Regions from separate parts of the Rattus norvegicus genome. Here regions 2 and 3 are each linked to region 1. A link is a contact called in public Hi-C data. All regions are on one chromosome and are shown on one strand. Each heading gives the region's core, a stretch centred on a gene start, on an enhancer-like site or on the middle of the called end of the contact. The rest is flanking DNA. Distances are from core to core; before and after follow the strand shown. Region 1 overlaps Rad51b (RAD51 paralog B). Region 2 overlaps Rad51b (RAD51 paralog B). Region 3 overlaps LOC102546647 (a long non-coding RNA gene).

Region 1 (4,223 bases), core at 1,415-3,914:
GCCCAGAGCCTGTCAATCTTATTTTTAACAAGTGTATCCTATTCCCAAATCAGCTTTCCACCAAAGATCCCCACCAATCTTGCTTTCTGTCGTCATCCAAAAGCGGAGATGCTAAGGAGTACAGAAGTGGAGGGAGACGTGTCTCTGGAAACACGTATGATCTTAGAGACATATACCTAAAAGGCCAATTCTTGCGTCAGGTATTGAATAGGGGTCTAATTTCACAGTCTGACATAGGCCAAGGATGACTGTTCAAGACCAGTGTTGACCTCTGAGCATTGAGGCCAAGGTGATTTTTCACCTATAGATTCTTCCCAGAAAATACCTGACTGTTTTTCTGTGTGAAAAGTACTGGGCGTCAGGGATGGGGAGGTGCTGTGTGACAAGAGAAGTGGCTGGACAGCAGTGTGCTTATTTCCAGTTTCTCAGCTGCTCTGGAAAACAGCCAAAATGAATGAGATACAACAAGCCTTCAGTGTTATTGTAAGCCACAGAAAGGCAAGGCCCCTCATTTTAAAAAGCTCTGTAGAGTTTAAAGTTTCATGTGTATTTGGTCTGGTCTGGGGCAAGTATACCCCTGAACTTCCTCCAGGAAAATGTTTGCTTGCAGGAGCACCCAATGGGCCCTGCCTCCCTGGGCAGATTGTGTCCTGAGGGAGATAAAGCAGTGTAGCACCCCAGTGAGACTTCCCGCTCTGTTTGGCTAGTAGGGGAAGATTGATACAAACCTTGGTTAACCCTGTCTTCATGGCTTCTGGCCAATTGTTAGAAAGACTGGAGAAAAGTCCATTTGTCATAAGGGATGGATGGTCTAGCAGAGGAGGGAAAGTGAGGGCTAGATCCTCTGGGACCAGTGTGCTTGTGTGAGGTACACAACATGGCAGCCAGGGATACCAAGCAAAACTAAACAGTGTTTCATAAACCTAAATCCTGGCATACTCCCAAAGGATGGAAAAGCTGGACGTTCGAAGCAAGTTGCCTTCCATGGAGAAAAAGCCCATGAGCCTGAGGTGGCTGTGAGTCGTGTCCTGCCCAGGCGGTCGTGTTCCAGGCGTGACCACTCTTCAGTGGAACTCTTGTCTGCAGTTCACGTCAGCGGGCGCTTGTTACTGTCTTCCTAAGTCGTGTTGACATGTTTTAGGCAGAGAAGAAATCTGGATCAGTAAAATTCTTTTCTTGACATTGCTAAAAAGCATTACCAAAAAGAGCAGGGGTATTTTCAGAGCTATGTGGAAGAAATAACATTTATTGTGGACATGGAAGCCCAGGTGGGTAGCTTGGTGAGCTGTTTCAGGCCACAGACATATGTGAGCAGCTCAGGGATGTTCCGATATGGACACTAACAGGACCGTACTTCAGTGACCACCTCCTTCTTCCTAAGGCTGTATTGTCTATCCTACAGTTTTTAGGAATTTTCTGAAAAATTACATTGTATCGGTTTGTGACGAGCTTAAGCTTTCAAAGAAATCCCACTGGATCCTCAAGAGTGTTTCGTTGAAGAGAAAGAGTGGATATCAAAAGCAAGCCACTTTTTTTTTTTTTTTTTAATCTTAGAACTGACGGGAGGTGGCTGTTCACTCTACATCTGTCTTTTCTGTGCATTTGCAAACTCCAGCTGAGGGCAGCGATGTGGCTTTTCCTGAAGTTACACAGAAAGTTAGTTCAGGAACAGCAAAGAAAAGCCCTGTCTTCTCATGCCTGGTTTGTCACCATGATGTGAGCTCTGTCCTTCACAGAGGAATTTAGTCTTGTTGCTTGTGGGCGAGACAGTGGTGGTGCACACCTTTAATCCCAGCACTAGAAAGGCAGAGTCAGGCAGATTTCTATGAGTTTGAGGCCAGCCGGGGCTACAGAGAAAGTTCCAGGACAGCCAGAGCTATACAGAGAAACCCTGTCTTGGAAAAAGAAAAATTGTGAATATCTAAGACATTGGAGTGGCTTGACAAGGTAGGCTTGGCATCCTCAATAAAGCATAATTTTAAAGAAACGTATTTGGAACACTCTACTTTTAACCTAGAGTGATAATTCTAGCCTGCAGAAATTTTGCACAAAGTGCCCCCCACATACATTTTGAACAGATCCTCAAGGCAGCTTTGTGGAAGTAGGAAAAACACATCTAAATACAGCTGTTTCCCAGAAAACAGAACCCAAGCGGGAAGCTGTGTGAGATTTAACCACACTGCTAGCAAGTTACTGAGCAGGCTCCTGCCCAGACGTGCAGGCCCAGCCCACAGCTTATCTCATGGCCCCAGCACGCATTCATTGCTAAAATGGTGTTTTAAAATGCAGTTCCCTTTCTTCATCTCCTGCAATGTGTATACTTTTTCTGCCCAGTTCCAGACAATGCTGCCATATCCACCATTTACCATATGTGGAGGGAATGGACCTTTTCAAATCACCGAAGTAGAGTTGTTATTCCTTTCTCCTCCATGTCCTAACTTCAGATCCAGTGCTCTTCGCGTCGCCTTCAGATGAGAGGGGCCGTCGGGGTTAATTGGCAGTGTCTCACCAGGCTGCCAGTGTTGAATGACCTTCATTTTTTTAGAAAGAAAAACAAGGGGTGGGGAACTTAGAAAAGTTTATGGCTCTCCTGAAACCCAGCATGTGTTGCCAAGACATGCTGCTTACTTTCACGTGGATCGCTAGGTGGCAGGATGGCCACACCACTGGCGGGATCCCAGGGACTGCTGTGGTGAACCTAGACATCTGTGGCTGGGGAGATTAGGCTAACCAACCTGGCTGATATTTTCTTGACAGGGAACTGGCCGAAGTGATTCTGAAACATATGCTTCCAAGATACTGTCTTTAAATTTCCTTCTTCCTTTATTCCCTCAGCCCACTTGCAGTTTAATTTTTCTGCCCCATTGCATGCTGGTAGCAGAGGGCAGACACCACCTGCCAGCAGCTGCTTCGAAAGGCAGACTGTGATGGGTGCACGCAGTGGTGCTGGCACCCTTGCCTTGGCATGTCATCTGGGTCATGGGTGTCTGAAGGTAAGACCTTCCCTTGAGTTAATTAGATATTTCTCAGAGGGACAGCAGATTGAGCCTAAAGATCACAGTACCACTAACTCATTACCCTAAAGATTACTGTCCCCACTAACTCAAATACACTAAAGATCACAAAAGCAAACAAACAGAACAATGACAAAATGAGATTTTTGTTTTGCTGGCACAGCGCCATCTTGATTGTGCTGTATCGCTGGACAGGGAGAGCTGCTGTATGTGGATGAGACTTGGTTCCCAGTTTTTGTTTTTGTTTTCTTACCTAATAGTTTACCAGGGTCTGCTACCCTGGATGCCTTGCACGCCACAGGCCGCAGGCCACAGGCCACAGTAAGCTGAATAAAGCTCTAGTACAAGTTGTGTCCTTTCATGTTGTGAAGAGCACGAACTTCGGTTACAGAAATACTTCTCTGGATCTTTGGATTTTTTTTTCTAAGAAAGAAGGAACACCATTAAAACAAAACATTGCGTACCAAGTGAGGGTAGCACTCTGAGAGTACCTGCCTTGAGACTCCAGTAAAACCAAGTCTGAATGTAGAAGATTGATCAAACAGAAAGATTTCATTTTAATTACAAAGCGTTCTTTACTCACAGCTGAAACCACAATCAGATTTCATTAAACGGTGAGTACTGAGTTCCTGATGTGAATTGTTAATGATTCCATCTATGAGAATTTACAAAAAAAAAAAAAAAGAAGAAGAAGAAGAACATTTAAGTCTCAACTTTTCAGGAACTGACTGGTTGCATAATACCGAGAACCAAGTGTCTTTGTACAAGAACTAAAGTCACTTTGTACATCACGGCCTACTTACAGCCTACCATTGCCCAACTGGGGAACCCATGGCATTTTTCAGTTTTCAGCTAAGGGTCTTGATAAAACCCTAATTTTGCACATACAACATTGGCAACATGGAAGGGCCTTGTGAATATGGCCAACGTGACTTGTCTACGGGATTATCCTGTAGATGAAGGCCCCAAGTGTTCCGTTTATTCCGTTACCTAATGGACTTATGATTCTTTCATTAAGTTCAGCGATCTGACTTTTGAGAATACCTCAAACAACACACATAAAGCAGGCCAAGGGTATTAATTGCAGGCCACCACCACAGCAAGGCTTTGAAGCTGGGAGAGGGTGGTGAGACCTTCTCCTTCCCTAAGAAAGAAATGTCATAAAAATTCCAAAGCAGAGATCAAATTTCCAGGGGGAGGGGCTTCTTT
Region 2 (4,236 bases), core at 664-3,163, 200 kb after region 1:
TTGGAGCCCTTTCCAAGCATCCAGCCTGGGCCCAAGGCTTAGGAAACTCATGCCTTCGGGCCCTCCCCTGCCACAACAAGCCCTGTAGCCACTTAGCTCTCAGGTGCTGGACCTCTGTGGATAAACTTCAGGCCAGCATAAATCTTACATCTTGATATCCTAAGATAAAGATACATCAGTCATACTGATCTAATGATCCCTTGAGAAATTCTCAAGGGCAGTTGGACAGTAACTTCACTGGGTATAACCCCTACATTAAACAGTGCTGCACAGCTCAGAGGACTCCTGCTTTCTCACACAGCACTGTGGAGGAATGCAGCTTGAGGCCGGCATGTTTGTTCAGGGACCTAGTCTATTGGCTGATACGGCCATTGTTGTCTTGGCCCAGCTCAGCATCACATCCTCCACCAACAGCAAGATTTGAGTTTGATGAATAATTGGTGAGACGAGAGGGAACACATTCTTCTTCCTTCAAGGACAATTACCCAGAAGCTGCACACTTTATTTCTGCTTATATGATGTGGGCCACGCCATCGATGAAATGCTCGACAAGAACATCTGAACATGTTAATAGTCTGAGTAGTCGTGTGCCCAAGCAGATGAGGGGGGCTCTACTACTAGGATAGAAAGGTGTTTCAAGGACACCCCCCTTCAGAGGCCAGTTACAGAGACTGAGGGTACAACAGTACAGATCCTAGGGCTCTCACAGCCTGAAGTGCAACATATAAACTGAATTACCAAAACTTCCGTCTCTCGTTGGTTTCAGAGACTACAGCAGGCTAAGACACAACAGTCTGCTACTCTACCAAGAATCCCGTCCCAACCCCGCCCCAGTCTTTTAAACAGAAACTTCAGTATGTGTTTTAACTAGTATGGAAGGAAGAAACTAGAGAATGAACTTGAGTCCAAAGTCACAGACTAAACACTTTGGTTTTCTTTAAACTTCGAACAAACCATTAGTTGAAAGACGGCTAGAGAAGAAAAGCCTTTCTTCTAAGACCTGGACTATACTTAGGCTGGCAGTGTGCTCCTCGGGTAGAATCTGGAAGTCATTCACTGAGTTCATCATTTGCATTTGTTAAGATGCCCAGGTAATAATACCCAAAGATGTTAAATCAATTCAGATTGTTGATTTTCTTCAAAAATCCCTTCCGAAAGGACTCGCCGTTCTTCCCCGAGTATGATTTAAGTTCTGCAGTGGTTAGTTCGGTTCAGAGCATGCTAGCTGAACACCTATTGTTTACAAAGCTAGGTGCTCCTGATGCAGAGGAGGACGTGGGGGAGGGGAGAAAAGTCCCCTCTTTTTAGCTCAAGAGAAGATGTAGTTAGATAAATTTAATCAAAAACAAACTGACACCTGTTGCACAGGTTTGACCAGTGGGGCTTGAAAGGGGGAAAGAGAGAGAGTCTTTCTAGCTTCAGATGACTAGGCAAGGCGCCTGAGAGCCTGTGGGACTTGAACTGGATTCAGCTGGTGAATCCCATTGTCCTCGACAGGGGCCAGTTTCTTTTGCCGTTTGAGAATAGATTTGGAGACTCTGGGGAATGCTGGTTCGTTCTAGCACTCACGCTGATTAGTGACAAATGTTGAATCATGCTGACTAATGTGTTCTAAATGGATTGATTCAACAATAAAGGAACATTGAGAGTCAAGAGTTCAGGTCCTGACTCTCACCCATGTGATGAAATGCAAATCGCTTCACGCTTCCTCCTCCTCTTTCTTTCTGTTTTTTCATTGAATTCATCAATTAAAGCGTCTTCGTCTTCGCCTTGAGAATCCAGTAAGTCACCTTGCTTTACAAACCTCAAGGGTGACAGAAATGCTGAGCCGCTACCCGGACAGGCTTACACAACCTTGCTTTCTTTCACAATTCATACCGAATCAGCCCGTCCCTCACCCACTGCTCACTGACCATGCGAAACTCCCATTTCCTCCCAAGCGCCCTGGAACCCGCAGAGAGTGAACAGCGCTCACGGACAAATAGGGGAGCAGCTATTGAAAATTTTTCCATCGACCTCCTGAGGCCTCTGTGCCTCTGGACAACAACTGTCAGCAAAGAACTAAGTGCTCTGGCCTTGCGCACAGGGCTCTTTCTCTCTTCTGACACCTCCCCAGCTAGAGTGCTTGAGAACCTGGCCTTCCACTCCAGATGTTTACTGAATTCTGAAGACCCCCCCCCCTCAAAGGGCCTAAATTCTTTTGTTGCTCTTCAAATCATTTCCCACAGAGACTGACCAATGTCCTGAAGGAGCCCTTCAATAGGGAGGATAAATGGAGGCAGATGAAGACAGGACCCCCTGAGGCTTGCCCGCAACCACTCTAACAAAGGGCCTGAGGCACAACCTTGTAAGGAGTGTTTTGGTCAGCAGCGTCCCTATGAGAGGCCAAGTCTCCCCTACGGGGCTGCTTTCAATGGTTATCATCACAGTGGAAGTCCTGAGCATTTGTTAAGGGCTGTGGTGGGCTAGGTGTAACATACAACGTCTAAATCACGCTCAGGCCTTTGTGAGGGTTTCCTGGGGCCACAGAAGGCAGCTGACTTTCTCAGGAGAAACTTGGGGGTACCAAAGCCAAAGAGGGTCTCCTGTGTCTTTGGATGATCCTGCCCCACCTAGTGCAGATAGACTTCCCCTTTTGTCTGTGGTTCTCGGCAGTCAAAGCCAGAGTTGCTGGACCTTAACCCTGACTGGGCCATTTCTGGATATCTCTGGGGCGTGCAATGGTTGGCTCTGTGGGAGGGGAGGGCGGAAGCAGGGACAGCTTTGTTTAGGTTACTAGTGGGAAGCTAGTGCATTTCATGACAACATTTTCTTTTAACTTTCCCTTTCTTTTTCTTCTCCCCCCAACCCCTTTCTTTCTCCTTTTAGGCCAAGAAAGGCCATAGGGATACTGTGACCTTTGTCTAGTGCTGATGGGATGTGATTTGTGAAATGAAACAGGACTGTGCTGCTTGGAAAAAAGGAAACGGAAGCCAACATAATGAGGATTAATTGGCTGATTGCTGTTGAGATGGTAACAGTGATTTCAGACCTGGAAGGGAAGGTGAAGATGAAGAAGCCTTTGTCCGGTCTCTAGATGTGGAGGCTAGCGGCTCCACCACCGTGGGATGTCAGCAGCCATAATAATAATTTGCACTTACACAGCACCTTTCAACCATGCACCTCAAAGCGGTTTAGCCACATTAATTAATTAAAACCCACAATCCCCCTAGGGAGAGGAGGAGGGGGACTAACAAGATTTGTAATTACAAAAGGGAACATTTCCGAATAAAGTATTGTCCAGCAAATAAAAAGAATAGGTGTACAAAGAACCGGGGTAACTGATTCACAAGTGAAATATTGAAACCATGAAGGCAGCCATGGATGTGGGGGTCTGCCCTCAGGTCAGAGGGAGGTCGATGGCCTCAGGACTCACCGACAGGCTCAGACCCCACTTGGAAGCAGGGAGCACATGGTACTAGTGTTGTTTGGAAGGTCACTAGTGGCGTGACTATTGTAAGTATAAATCCACGTTCCACTGCTATATTGTACATAGCCTTGCAGAACAAAGAGTGAGAGTCTTGCAGTATTTAATAAAGGATGAAGAGATTTCTTTAGAGCTGAAACCCAAAGCTGGACCACTCAATTAGCAAATAAATCAATTGGTGGCCCATGGGGTAATTCAGTCCCTTCCCTTGGACGTCCAGCCCACCAGTTCCCACTGCCCTGAGGCTCCTAGCTGAAGTATTAGATTGAGCTGGTTCAGTGCAATGTTTGGGGACTTAAGCCCCTTCAAAGTCAAAGTTTGAATCTCCCCAGGGCTGGCAAGGTGGCTCAGCTGGTAAGGACACTTGCCACTAAGCCCGATGACCTGAATTTGATACCCAGAACCCACACGTCAGAAGGAAAGAGCCAATTCCCCAAGGTTGTCCTCTGACCTCTCTCTACACATACACATTGCACATACCCCCCCCCCAAAAAGAGAGAAAGAAAAAAAGGATAATGATAAAATTATTTTATTAAGACATGGTCTTTCTACACTCACTGTAGCACCCTGGCCTGAAACTCACTGTATAGATCAAGCAGTCTGAACCCCTTCTTCCTGAGTACTGGGATTAAAGGGATACACCACTATATCCAGCTATAAAAAAATGTTAACAACAAACTTTCCAGTCTCTGGCAACCTGTCATCTAAGTTGTTAGTGACCCCAAAGTGTAGACTCACTTTGTGCCTGCTCTCCCTTGGGGGATTTTAAA
Region 3 (4,607 bases), core at 1,701-4,200, 250 kb after region 1:
AGAATCAAGAACTGTCACAGCCAGGAATGGTTTTTAAAGCAAAGAGCTGTTGATTACCTTCCGCTGAGCCAGGAAGAGAAAGTTAGTTAGGGCAGAAAAAGGAAAGGATGAAGAATGGGAGAGGAAGGGGTGGCGAGATGGTTCAGTCAGTAAGAGCGCTTTGTTCCAAGCCTGAAGACCCAGATTCCTAGACCCACATGGTTGGAAGAGAGAACAGTGGCACATACATTGGAACATGCACATGTATGTGTACACATACACACACACACACACACACACACACACACACACACACGTCATAAAAAAAGTTTAAAAAGAAAAGGAGAAGAAACAAACCTTTTCCCAGTTGTGAAACAGAAAGTGTCCAGGGATCCCAGCTCTGCCTTAGACTGGTTTGTGTACCCACCTGACCGGGCAGTTTAGACTCTTTATTTTTTTTCTCCTGAAAGCTTAACTATGTTTTGAAATAGTCTTGGGGGGTGGATAGTGATAGGAGAACAAAGACAGAGCTGGCATATGGAGGAGCTGGGGTTTGGACGGACAACTTCTGTGACTGAAGGCTAATATACTGCCCCCCAGACTCCCAAGCTTAATGCAGTATTTTTCTGCATGTGCTGGGAGCCCAGGAGGGCCCTTTCTAGCCCACAGAGGCAATGGTGATAGACACAGGGGCTCAAATGAATTCTTAGACTATCAGAGTCGCCATATCCAATGCAAATTCAGAAACATAGTCCAAAACCACATGTAAAACGTTCAGGGCTGTAGGATATTAAATTGTAAACTATTAGATTACCGGCTATTAGATTATGTGCTGGAGTGGATAACAGAGAGTCAACCATGTTTGTGCATACACTGTAGACACACCCTGTTTCAGGCATTTAAGCTTGCAGCTTGTTCATGATTGTGCCTGGTGTGTTTATCCTAACAATTCAGGGCTGTTATTAAACATGAAGCTTCATCAAATACAAGGCAGACAAAGCCAAATGGCCCCACTTGAGAAAAACAAGATGTGATCTCAAGTGTTTTCTAGTCTCTCTCTGTGTCCAGAAACTCTTCCTGACTGCATAAACCATCTCTGCTTTGAAATCATGGATTCAGGGCTGAGAATATAGCTTGTGGTAGAGCATTTGCCTAATGTGATCAAGATCCTGAGTTCAATTCCCAGCACCGTAACCACACAGAGAGGGAGGGGAGGGAAGGAGGGAGACAGACAGAGAAAGAAGTCATTCATTCAGTAAATACACGGACCTACCAGATCACTCAGATCTACATAAACAGAATAAGGAAAGCTCACACGCAACAGTCATCTGCGTTAAAGAAAAAAAAGGACAGAGAAACTTGGCCTCATTCACATGAACTTTAGTTTATCTAGAAGTAGATAGGAGACAAATACACAGATAAGGGTGTGCCTGTGCATTGTCTTTGGGACTATGAAAGGAAGGTGTGCGGCCCGCAAAGGTCATCTGCTCAGAGGGAGTTTCCACGGAGTCCTTGCTGTGATGTGGGGTTTGATTGGTTTTAAGGACCTGGGGTCGAGGTGAGAGGAGATGGAGAGCTCTGAGGAGGACATTGGAAAGGGAAGGGCCAGCGGCACAGTGAGGACAGCAGCCCTCCGCCTGGATAAGATCATTCAGGATGCCGAATGAGAGCCAGGCTGAGACTGAGGTAGCTCCCTGGATCACCCAGGGCCCTAGGATACATCTGAGTCCTGTCTCCTGTCTTCCCACAAGCCAGACCAGCAATTTCAGAGTCTCAGAATTTGAACAGATCACCTTTCTCTTCCTTCTTCAGTCTCTATTCCAACCTAAACCCATTGCTTCTCGGCGCTTCTAAGCAGGGAGGAGCTAAGGAAGCATAGCTAGTTCACGTTTCTTGAAATACCCAAGGGAACAGAGGCAGTAGGAAGTCTCCAACATGGATCTCAGGCAACTTCAGATATTTAAGACAAATCCCTTGAGAGGAAAGACACCGGATTGGGGCTGGCACCCTCTGCCTCCCTGCTTCCTTATACTGTTTCCCAGCTGCTCTTCCTCGACCCTGTTCAGACTGACTGCAGCAGAAGGAGCCCTGACATTGAACGTCATCTAACACTTATTGAACATTTGGTATACACAGGTCCCAAACAGGCACTTCACGTGGGCTAACCCCATGTGGACCCCACACACTCTCTGAGGTTGGATTAGTTACTGCTCTCACTGCGTGGGTGAGGTCCTGTGAGTCAGCTGATCGATTAAACGAGGTGCTCCAGGTCCACATGCGGAGCCATCCAGAGACTCTCCACATTTGGGTTTGCTGTTTTGAATGCACAAAACGAATCCTTCTTCTGGTTCTTTGAGGCGGGTCTTAGCCTTACTGTGTTGAGTTCCGTTCTGAGGTCGGGCAGCCTAGGTGGAGCCCAAGGTTACTGATTTCAAACAAGAAAAGAGTTATGTGTGGGGCCAGTTTCTGTCTCTTGAGAGAAAACAAAATAAAAAAGCAAATCCCAAACTTCCAGGGCAGAACTGAAGTCATAGTCTCTTCAGACCAAACCTCTTGGGCAGTCTTGAGGGGACTGCAGAATATAGACAATTCCTCTAGCACTTCTGAGATGCGTGGCTTCTTCTCTCTCTGAAGCAGAACCTTTGCGAAGTTCTATAATCCTCCCTGTAGCTCAGAGGCCTGGCCACCCGCCGTAGAGCAACCCAGAGCCACGTGATTTGCAGCATGTACCGACTCGCACATGGAAGACAGTAATTACCTCCAATTCCAGTTAGGAAAGCTGAACCCTGCCTTTTTCGTGCCTCAAACAATTATTGAAATGCCTTTTGAAGCACTGGACAGAAGAGAAAAGCAAAACAAACCAGAGCCAATTAGAGCCTGGGATTTGAGGGTGGCTTAGAATGGTGCAGCTCGACTTGGGAGGAACTGTGGGAGAGGGTCAGAGGTCACCTCAAAGCTCCAGCTGCCAGCCAAACTTTGCTTGTGCCAAAAGAGCCATTACTTTGCCTTTAGAATCAGGGCCCTCGCCCTGCCTGGGGAATGTTTTGCAGGAACAGCCTCTGCATGGCTGTCGGAGAAGGCTCCCTGATTAGATAAGGCCTGGAATGTGTTTGATGTTGTGCAAAACAGTCTCTGACAGCTTTCCTAACTCGATGTCCAAGGCTTTTCCTCAAGCAGAGACTCTAGTGTACAAAGCGAGCTCACAGAGAGCTCTTCTGCAGGGATGCACCTTGGAGGGGTCTGCGCGTGAGTGTACCGCTGATCGGCAAGGTCTCCTGCGCATGCGTGTACCACTGAGCGTCAAGGTCTTCTGGCTCTGGATCTCTTCTGGTGGCTCAGAGGCAGCTTGAGTAACCATTGCTGCCAGTGGAAACCAAGATACCCTCCATGAAGGTTACAAATGGCCTTTGGGTGGCGTGGGATCTGGGGGAAGTACTTCTTTATGGAACTCAAAGACAGTCCCATTCAAAGCTGTGACAGTGCAGGCCAGTGAGTTGGAGCATGAAAGGTTGAAACCCAGGTTAAAGAGGATCTGGCCAGGGGTTGCCTGGGAGATAATTTGAGTTAATAAATTCAGACTGCCTGTCAGGGCAAGGTGGCGCCATCCAGGAAGTTCCAGTTTGAGTTTGGGTTAGGATCTGGGTAAGCAAGCAATAGGCACCAAATAGCCAACGTTCCTAACTCGGCCTGAGCAGGCAGCTTTGATTTTGCTCTTGGCATGAGTGCCAAGTTCTCCATTTGCCTGTCATCCACCCATTTCCTATGCCTTCATGTCTGCCGTCTACTGTAAGAAATGGTCCTTGAAGGAATAATATTCCTATAGAAAGAACAAGATGACACATTGCTTAAAAATGGTATAAATGCGACATTCTGGTGGTATGCAAGGCTGGGTCTGCCCAACACAGTGGTAAATGCTTTTAATCACAGTGCTTCAGAGGCAGAGGCAGATGGATCTCTCTGAGTACAAGGCCAGCCTGGTCTACAAAGTAGGTTCAGGACCAGCCAAGGCTATAGAGTGAGTCCCTGTATAAGAACTAAATTAAAGAAAACAAACAAAAAACAAAAACAAAATAGACTGTTCTGTGGTTGGGAGAGGAGGTTCATGCTGCACCTCCTTTTTGGATAAGAATGGTAGCTAAGATATTCATGGCTTTCTATTCTTGGGTTGTTGCCTGGTACGCCCTCTGCTCCCTCCGGCCCTAAATGGGAAGTGCTGTGATTAGCCTTGCTGCAGATGGGAAGGGGACAGAGAAAGGTCAACAACCTGGCCAAGGACACGTGGAGTGAGGGGTCCACAGAGAGCAGCTGTCATGATCCAAAAGGGACTTAGACATACCCAAGTTCTAAAATAGGCTTTGGTTTTAAAATTAAACCCTTTAAGGCTCCCACAGAGCAACACTGAGAGATGAGCAAAGCAGACTAGTAGAAAGAAAAATATATGGACACCCCCCCCCCAATAAACCCTGTCTGAGACAAATCAGGGGCCTTCTCGATCCTCACTCCTCACAGGAATGTGTCAGGATGAAGGGAGAGGACTGAGAGGATCCACTGCTCTGGTTGTAGGTGAATGGCCCCATAGGCTAAAGCTGGCTTTAAGTAGAGTTCCTAGCTGATCCAAGACACACAGT

Evidence for each region. Hi-C and Micro-C count contacts between places; a contact is called where the count stands out from the background.
Region 2: a Hi-C map of liver shows a contact between it and region 1, with 2.4 times the contacts expected there. The contact joins two enhancer-like sites. A contact is called at or near these places in 3 of 12 Hi-C or Micro-C datasets (hepatocytes, liver and mammary epithelial cells).
Region 3: a Hi-C map of liver shows a contact between it and region 1, with 3 times the contacts expected there. The contact joins two enhancer-like sites. A contact is called at or near these places in 6 of 12 Hi-C or Micro-C datasets (the A7r5 cell line, the Rat2 cell line, Schwann cells and 3 more).

What each region holds. Positions count from the first base shown.
Region 1 is chr6:104,165,722-104,169,944 of GRCr8, forward strand. All of the region lies in intron 7 of Rad51b (RAD51 paralog B), which reads left to right. Among named protein-coding and RNA genes, the nearest start is that of Atp5pdl1, 260 kb to the right of the region's middle. Within about 2 kb of position 2,665, at least 20 of the 93 cell types and tissues checked have an H3K27ac peak or open chromatin away from gene starts, as enhancers often do. A contact at or near this core is called in liver, where this site is marked.
Region 2 is chr6:104,370,613-104,374,848 of GRCr8, forward strand. Rad51b (RAD51 paralog B) reads left to right here. Exons shown (of 11, transcript NM_001399175.1): 11 at 2,869-3,311. The coding sequence ends at 2,885. Among named protein-coding and RNA genes, the nearest start is that of Atp5pdl1, 57 kb to the right of the region's middle. Within about 2 kb of position 1,914, at least 4 of the 93 cell types and tissues checked have an H3K27ac peak or open chromatin away from gene starts, as enhancers often do. A contact at or near this core is called in liver, where this site is marked.
Region 3 is chr6:104,415,166-104,419,772 of GRCr8, forward strand. All of the region lies in intron 1 of LOC102546647 (a long non-coding RNA gene), which reads right to left. Among named protein-coding and RNA genes, the nearest start is that of Atp5pdl1, 13 kb to the right of the region's middle. Within about 2 kb of position 2,951, at least 32 of the 93 cell types and tissues checked have an H3K27ac peak or open chromatin away from gene starts, as enhancers often do. A contact at or near this core is called in liver, where this site is marked.